Linked DNA regions of Mus musculus: region 2 is linked to region 1. A link is a contact called in public HiChIP or PLAC-seq data. All regions are on one chromosome and are shown on one strand. The core of a region is the stretch at or near the end of the contact, and the rest is flanking DNA. Distances in the headings are between cores, read along the strand shown. Region 1 overlaps Slc7a1 (solute carrier family 7 (cationic amino acid transporter, y+ system), member 1). Region 2 has its middle 17 kb from the start of 2210417A02Rik.

Evidence for each region. HiChIP or PLAC-seq counts read pairs in DNA pulled down with a chosen protein or histone mark.
Region 2: a contact with region 1 is called in a FOXA1 HiChIP or PLAC-seq map of pancreatic cancer cells. The contact joins two enhancer-like sites. A contact is called at or near these places in 1 of 484 Hi-C or Micro-C datasets (nephron progenitors) and 1 of 115 datasets of contacts at active chromatin or transcription factors (pancreatic cancer cells).

The regions. Positions count from the first base shown.
Region 1 is chr5:148,359,705-148,363,675 of GRCm38.p6, forward strand. The region is part of intron 2 of Slc7a1 (solute carrier family 7 (cationic amino acid transporter, y+ system), member 1); the gene reads right to left. Among named protein-coding and RNA genes, the nearest start is that of Slc7a1, 38 kb to the right of the region's middle. Within about 2 kb of position 1,742, at least 108 of the 459 cell types and tissues checked have an H3K27ac peak or open chromatin away from gene starts, as enhancers often do. A contact at or near this core is called in pancreatic cancer cells, where this site is marked.
Region 2 is chr5:148,722,938-148,726,890 of GRCm38.p6, forward strand. No RefSeq gene overlaps it. Among named protein-coding and RNA genes, the nearest start is that of 2210417A02Rik, 17 kb to the right of the region's middle. Within about 2 kb of position 1,469, at least 21 of the 459 cell types and tissues checked have an H3K27ac peak or open chromatin away from gene starts, as enhancers often do. A contact at or near this core is called in pancreatic cancer cells, where this site is marked.

The DNA of each region.
Region 1 (3,971 bases), core at 492-2,991:
TCATTCCTGGCTCGCAGGACACATTGTCCAAACATGCCTCCTGTCGCCTGACAACTCACTTTGTCATTCCACCCAACATCCACAAGTACACGATGACTGACTCGCATTTAATGACAACTTAACTGGTCACTCCTAACACAAAGGGAGTGATTCAAAGTAACACACACACACACATATATACACACTCACTACTCACCCCCTGCTGCTGGCTTTGAACTATAGGAAACCAGAGGGTGGAGGTAAAAGTGGGTCATTTCAGTTGCTTGAACCACCCAGGGCTGTGGTAGGAAGGTTTTAGAGGTCATACAGACAGCAGGCTTGGAAAACATATGTAGAGGGAACTCTAGACGTGGCCGAGAGATTAAACATGATGATGGAAATATTATATATCTGCAAAAGTATCAAAAACAGTATATAAAGAATTTTCAGCCAGGGAGTGGTGGCCCACGCCTTTAGTCCCAGCACTTGGGAGGCAGAGGCAGGTGGGTTTCTGAGTTCGAAGCCAGCCTGGTCTACAGAGTGAGTTCCAGGACAGCCAGGGATACACAGGGAAACCCTGTCTTGAAAAACCGAAAGAAAGAAGGAAAGAAAGAAAGAAAGAAAGAAAGAAAGAAAGAAAGAAAGAAAGGAAGAAAGAAAGAAAGGAAGAAAGAAAGAAAGAAAAATTTTCAGGGCAGGGTGACTGAGACCATGGCCTCTCTTAGAGGACTATAGGGCTCTTTTATTTCCTGAACTTTTACTGTCTTCCCACCTATATTGAGCACACAATGCCTTTGAATTAGAGGGAGAAAAATCTCTCTAATGAAACCAACAAACAGCACAGGGGCATAAAGAAGATAAGAGGCTCCCTGCAAGGTCGGCCCACCTCGTGTCTACATAGGAAATGGTGGTAATTAGGTCCGTGGGATTTGTTATGTTTTCCGCTGTCTCCGTGAGGGTCTGTCTGGAAATTTCCAAAATTAAAGGCGAAAAGAAACAAATTCACCTACAACTGACCCGGAAATGTTTGTGCACCCTACACCAGGCCCCGGGGCACGCCCAGGACCTGCACAACTTCAAATGTTATCAGCCACTGTGACAATGGACTGGGTGAAATAGTCTTTTCCTATAGAATCAAGTTGAACAATGTGGAATTATTAATATTGAACCATTTTTATTGGTTTTATAAAAATATAGCCAACAGCTTAAAAAAAATAGACCAGGTGGGATTTCAGGTATTTTTCTCTGGGGCTTCATTCTAACTCATGCTGGAAGAGCCAACATGAACTCTAAAGATTAGATGTGGGGAAAAGGAATAATTTAGAGAGGTGGAGAGCATTGGGGGTGGGGTGAGAGGTAGGGCATTTCCAATCACACATTTTTGCATACGTATACTATAAGGGGCATGGTGAAGTTTACTTTCCAGCAGGTACTGGGTAGAAATAGCACACACCTGCAGCTGCTGCTGGCACACGCGGCAACGGACAATTGAAACCACGCTGCTGGTTAGAGGCCAAGGAGAAGCTGGAGGGCTGGGGGGAACTACATCTCAAGGGGTCTAGGCTGGCCAAGGGTGACTTCCATGGCTGGGCGTATATAGGCTCCGGTTTTGGCACCTTCTTGTACAGTGTTTTAATCTGATTGGCGAAGGTAGCTTTGCTTAAACAAATGTCAGAACGTGACACAGTTCTGGCTCTGACTTTTCAAAGAGCCCTCAGGCACACAGAACCCACGCCCCTGGTTGCCATGGGTATTATCTAGGCAGACGAGGTCATGCACAAGTAATCCCTATACAGGAAATGCCACATTTTGTGGTCAGTCTTCCTGGTCTATTCCAAGTCACAGTTCACTGGCGGCCAGAATCTCAGAGGCTCGCTCCAGAAGGAAAGTGTTAATAATCTGAGATACTCATTCAGGCCCTCATCTTTAAAACGAGTAGTCATATTTGTCCCTGCCACAAGGTTTCCTCCTGTGTAACATGCATATAAATGGGTGGACACCTTGGGAGGCAGGAACAGAAAGAAAATGTCCAGTTACAGAAAAGTCTTTGGAGACCGGAATGTTTATCTGCACGATCAAAGATCCAAGCAGCCCACAGGACAGGTGGAGGGAAGGAAAGGCACCCAGAACGCTGGAGTAATTCTAAAGGAATGAGGCTAACTGCCCCGTGGGAGAGCACTGTGGCCACAAGCAGTGAATTCTAGTTATGTAGGTTAGTGGCTGTGTCGACTGCTTGCTTTAATTATTCTAATGTGATAAGGTCACATCACCCCAGGATCTGAACTTGACCCACTGCCTCAAATGCTTTAGACCCAAATAGCTGAATCTGCTTCCTTCTTCCTGACAGTCTGTTGTACATCTGAGAAGAAGGCCATAGGTCCTGTCTACTATTTTTAAGGCTGTGTGTGTGTGTGTGTGTGTGTGTGTGTGTTCCTGGAGATGGATGGAATGAGCTCAACACACGCCCACTGCTGAGCTACACGTCTAGCCTTTTAAAGAATGCCTAAAAGCTGAATGCAGACATTTCAACTTATGTCTTAAGCAAGATCCACCATAGTCCCTCTCCCCCACCCCTGTCACCTGACAACCTATTTCAAGGTCGCCTTGCTTGCTACAGCAAAGAAGAAGTCCTTCAAGAGTCTAGAACACATTCTTCTATACAGCCAAACTCCGAAGAGTAGCCGAAGCCGCCATGCTCCCCGTAAGGCTGTGTACTCCAGCCACCACACACACAGGGCCCAGAGACCCTGACACAGCCAGAGGTTGTCCACCACACCCACTTGGATGGCTTGAAGCATCCTTGGAACCCAGAGAATATGCAAAGTGATGGGCTGGGTGTCACTCCGGCAGGGAGGTCAGCCATACAGGGCTGTATCTTGTTTGTAGCCCCTCCATACTGGTTCATCGGAGCAAGCTGCCATACTGGGACAGGCCCCTTGACAACAAGCCTCAGATCGCCAGTCCTACACCTCAAGGAAATGGATCACAATACATTATACACACACACACACACACACACACACACACACACACATATGATACTAGCAATAAATAAATAAATAAAAACTGAAATTTAAAAAGCAAAACAAAACGCTACCTATAGTAACACCAAAAAATATGTCTCTGGCCAAGTATTGAGGCACGAAACTTTAATCCCAACACTTGAGAGGCAGAGTTGAGTTGATCCCTTTGAGTCTGGGGCCAGCCCGCTCTACATATGGATGGAGCTGCAGGCCATCCGGGACTATATAATAAGGCCCTGTCTCCAAAAAAAAAAAAAAAAAAAAAAGGTCTCCATGATGGGCCATCGTCATGGTAGGATTTCAGATCCCACAAAAGATGAGCCGCTCACTGCCCTGGCCACGCAGTGCTTCTATCTCCATGGCAAGAAGAAAGCAAGTAACTGCTCAGATCCAACCACCTGCACAACAAGTACTTATTGAGTGCCTGCTGTATACTACAAACCCTGCCCTGTGGATGGAGAAGAGGCAATGTTAGCTTACAGGCCATTCTGCTAGGCTCCTCCTAGGGACCCGGCAACAGCCGTACGTCATCACCTGCCACCATGACCTGCCTCCACCAGGAGTGGCATCACCCCAGTTCTTGTGTTTGTTCGTGCCCCCCCCCCTTTTCTGTCCCTCCTTCTCTGCCCTCATGGCATGGCTCTATCTGCCTCTATACCCCTCTTCCAGACCCTCACTCCCTCCCTTTTCCCCAAACAAACCTCCTTTATATTAGGTCTGTTGCATAGCATGCGCGGTTTCTCCAGGGGACTCCTTGGCACAGGCCCACCAGGCACGCGCACACACGCACACACGCGCACACACACACACACACCCCTCTGCCACCACTGCGCTATACTTTATAACAATCAGACTCCATGAAGACCCCCCCGTGCTGGATATGACGAAGTAAGAGGCATAAACATGGCTGGCCAAGACAGGAAGGTCTCCTGGCGATGTGCCACAGACACTATTGCCTGGCCTGTCTCT
Region 2 (3,953 bases), core at 219-2,718, 360 kb after region 1:
AAAAAAAAAGTTTTTTCAACAGCCTGACCCCCAGAGAGCAGTCATAGTACCGATTTCTTTTCTAAAAGTGGTACAATTTTGCCTCTTTGAACTAGGGGTGCACTGTGCACTGTGTTGAAAGGGCTCTAGAATATGCCTCGCCTCTGTTCATCTCCAGTGTCCCCTTTGCCACACCATGACAGCCTGTTCATCTTAGAATGGTCATCATATATCAAACATATAGCGTCTGTGTAGAGTTCACCCCTATCCGATTCTACAGGGATGACAGCCTGGTTGGTACTAAAAGGCTGGTGTGAATGTCAGCAGGAGGTGGCAGGGCATCTAGAGGCAACCATCTCCCCGGACAGGATTGGTGTAGGGGCAACTAGTTCCTCTGGCCTCCCTGCTCGGCGCTCTGCTCCCTCCCCTGCTGGAAGAGGTCCTGGTATCTGATGTTTCAGAGTTCTGGTTCCAAGATGGCAGCTCTAATGCTGCACATTCCAGATAGAGAAGACAGAGCCTCATATGGCAGAAGTGTGGAGATGGAGGGCCTACTGTGTGAGTCCTGCTGAAACTCAGCCCTTGAGGCAACAGTATTAAGAGGCAACCTCCTGAGAATGACTAAAAGCCAAGCCCCAATCCTAGAGAGAGACCAGATCTTTGGCAGACACCCACCAAGTTCAAAATTGTGAGAAATTAAATTCTATTTCTATGAATTATCCGATCACATTTATTCTTCACGGCAGTAGAGGACGGCCGAAATTCCGGGCTCTCCAATTGCTATGGCGGTTTGCTGGCCATAAAACCGGTAAGATCACCAAGGATCCAGTGAGGCAGGGAGATGGGACTTGGTGGCTTTGTTTTGGCTTTAGGGTGGCCCATGCTTTCAAAGGGTTATGACTCCTGCAAAGGATCATGGGTGCTGTAACAATGCCATTCTGGCTATCAGTCGTCTGTCATCTGTCCGTCTCTCTCATATGCCTTGTGCTTATCAGCAAAGACTGAGAAACACAGTTCTGTGGCTGTCCGTAAGAAGTGGATATACAGGGAATGGGGTGGGCGGGGTTCAAAGGTTAGGAACACCTGCTGCTCTTCCCAAGGACCCGTGTTCAGTTCCCAGCACTCACAGCAGAGGGCTCACAATACCTGCAACTCCAGCTGCAGAGGCCCCAACCCCCTCTCCTGGCTTCCACTTGCACCTACACAGGACACACAAACACAATCAAATGCAAAATTAACCTTTACAAAAAGAAGTGGAACTATACTCCATGTTGTGTGCGTGCACCCACACGCGCACACACACTACATGCATGTCTTGTGCATGCATGGGTATTCTGTGCACACCAAGAGGGAACACAGAAAACTGAGATGTCACTAATGCTAGCTGCCACTCCGGTGAGGCAAGCGAAAGGCTGCACACAAGCCTGGAGCCGTACTAGGCCGCACACATCCCTGGCACCTTATGGCTGCAGCAATTGCCTTCCACCACTCTGTTTTGCTGCCTTTGCATTCTCCTCTGCACCTCTCCCCCACCCCCACCCCACCCCACTGTTGAAAATATTACATCTCAATTGAAGGTTTTACTCTGTCTTCGATCATTCCGTTTTTCAGATAAAAGACACAAACCCTTTATATTTATAAGAAGCTTTAGGCAGCACTGGAGCTGGGCAGATATCAACCCTCTATGCTATCATGTTTACTTCCTTACCAATAACCCTGAGATATGACTCACCACGTCCCGCCTGGGCTGCTCTTACTCCAATTGGCCAGCCTTCATGGCCACACTCTCATGATTCACCTACCCCATGGCATCTTCTCCTCTCTCCACCTCCTCTCTCTTCCCTCTCACGGTTTTAACCTCCAACCCCAAGCCCCAGAACCAAAACTCTTCTGCTCAGCTCTAGGCTGTAGACGTCTTTATTTAACCAATAGTTTAAGTTAAGGAGCAAGGTCCCATAGCATCGCTTGGTGGACCTGAGGAATTCCTCCTCCCTGGGGCAACCAGACCTTGGGGGCCAGTCTTTAGCATTTCAATACCTAGCAACAGAACAAAACTCAACACCCCTCTCTCTCCCTCTCTTGGTTATAAGTTTGCTCTGTCAAGTGAAAATACAGTCTTGTATTATTTCTTCTAAGGGTTAAAAGAAAACTTAATTGTCTTTTCCAAAGATTCATCTTTACATAAAAATCTGCACACAATCCCTGTATTTCACCGTCTCACACACACAAAACCGACTCCAGGATCTAGGGGTTGCTTGATTTTTGTTTGTTTGTTTGTGTGTTTACATAATTTCAAACCAAACAATTTTATCTGCAGATGCCATATGCTACTGTACTGTAAAATGTTTTTACATTAAAATTGTGAATGACACGAACATATCCCCGAGTCACCGTGTTTTAAGAAGCCAGACCATGATGAAAAGCTCAGAAGGGGCCACTTGTGGACTTGACTAACATGTATTGGTGAAAACAGTCACTTATGCAAATGTTTTAAGGGAGATATCTACATCTGTATATAAACATGATGATATAGATAGTTAGATAGATAGATAGATAGATAGATAGATAGATAGATAGATAGATAGATAGATCATGTTGATATATATAAAGCAACACATGATGGGACAGTATGTGTGTGAGTGTGTGTGTGTGTGTGAGTGTGTATGTGTGTGTGAGTGTGTATGTGTGTATACACGTGCATATATGTGCCTTTGAGTTTGCTACTTTGGTATACATTTTCCATATTATTTCAGTATATGAGCTACATATTTCGGTACCTTTGAGCTTATTAGTTGGAGTTAGGCTCTTTGAGAATCATCCTACCTTGCTTTATGTTTTCATTTTTATATTCCTATGTTGCAATTTATGCATCTGTTGGTTTTAGTGACTGTCTTACCAGGATTTCTATTCCTGCACAAACATCATGACCAAGAAGCAAGTTGGGGAGGAAAGGGTTTATTCAGCTTACACTTCCATGTTGCTGTTCATCACCAAAGGAAGTCAGGTCTGGAACTCAAGCAGGTCAGGAAGCAGGAGCTAATGCAGAGGCCATGGAGGGATGTTACTTACTGGCTTGCTTAGCTTGCTTTCTTATAGAACCCAAGACTACCAGCCCATGGATGGCACCACCCACAATAGGTCCTCCCTGCCTTGATCACTGATAGAGAAAATGCCTTTCAGCTGGATCTCATGGAGGCATTTCCTCAAGGGAGGCTCCTTTCTCTGTGATAACTCCAGCCTGTGCCAAGTTGACACAAAACTAGCCAGTACAGTGACCTTTGTGGATCTGGGGAGTGGGGAGGAGAAGGGATCTTTTTAAGCGATCCACTTTTAAATGCTTGATCTCCCAGTGAGTGGAAGATAATGGTGGATTAGCAATATCAATTCACACAAGACAGAGGAATGCACTTAAAGCTAAGGTCAGGCTAATGATAATTCACTAATGACCATAAAACTGAAAATGGAAAATCTACTGTAAAGTGTGCTATGAAATTAGAAAATTATTTAGGGTAATTGTAGAAATAGTAAATAAATAAATAAGAGAAAAAGAGCAGACCGGAAAGGGGAGGAAACTGAGGCAACGTTGATTAAATCCACAGAGAAAGGTGCTGGAAAGACGGCTCAGCAATTAACAGCACTGGCTGTGCTTGCTGAGGACCTGGGTTTGGTTCCAAGCATCCTCTTGGAGGCTCACAACATCTTTAACTCCAATTTCAGGCGATCTGACGCCCTCTTCTGGCTTCTTCGGGTACTGCATGCCTGTGGTGCACAGATACACTTGCAGACAAAACACCCAAACACGTAAAATAAAAGAAATACATTTTTTTTTAATTTAGAAAAGAGGCTTAAGGAGTAGAAAAGAATAGCAAATGCATAAAAAGAAGACAAATGCATAAGAGGTTATGAGAGAGAGAGAGAGAGAGAGAGAGAGAGAAACATGTTCCCAATAACAAAAAAGTTCTAAAACAAAATTG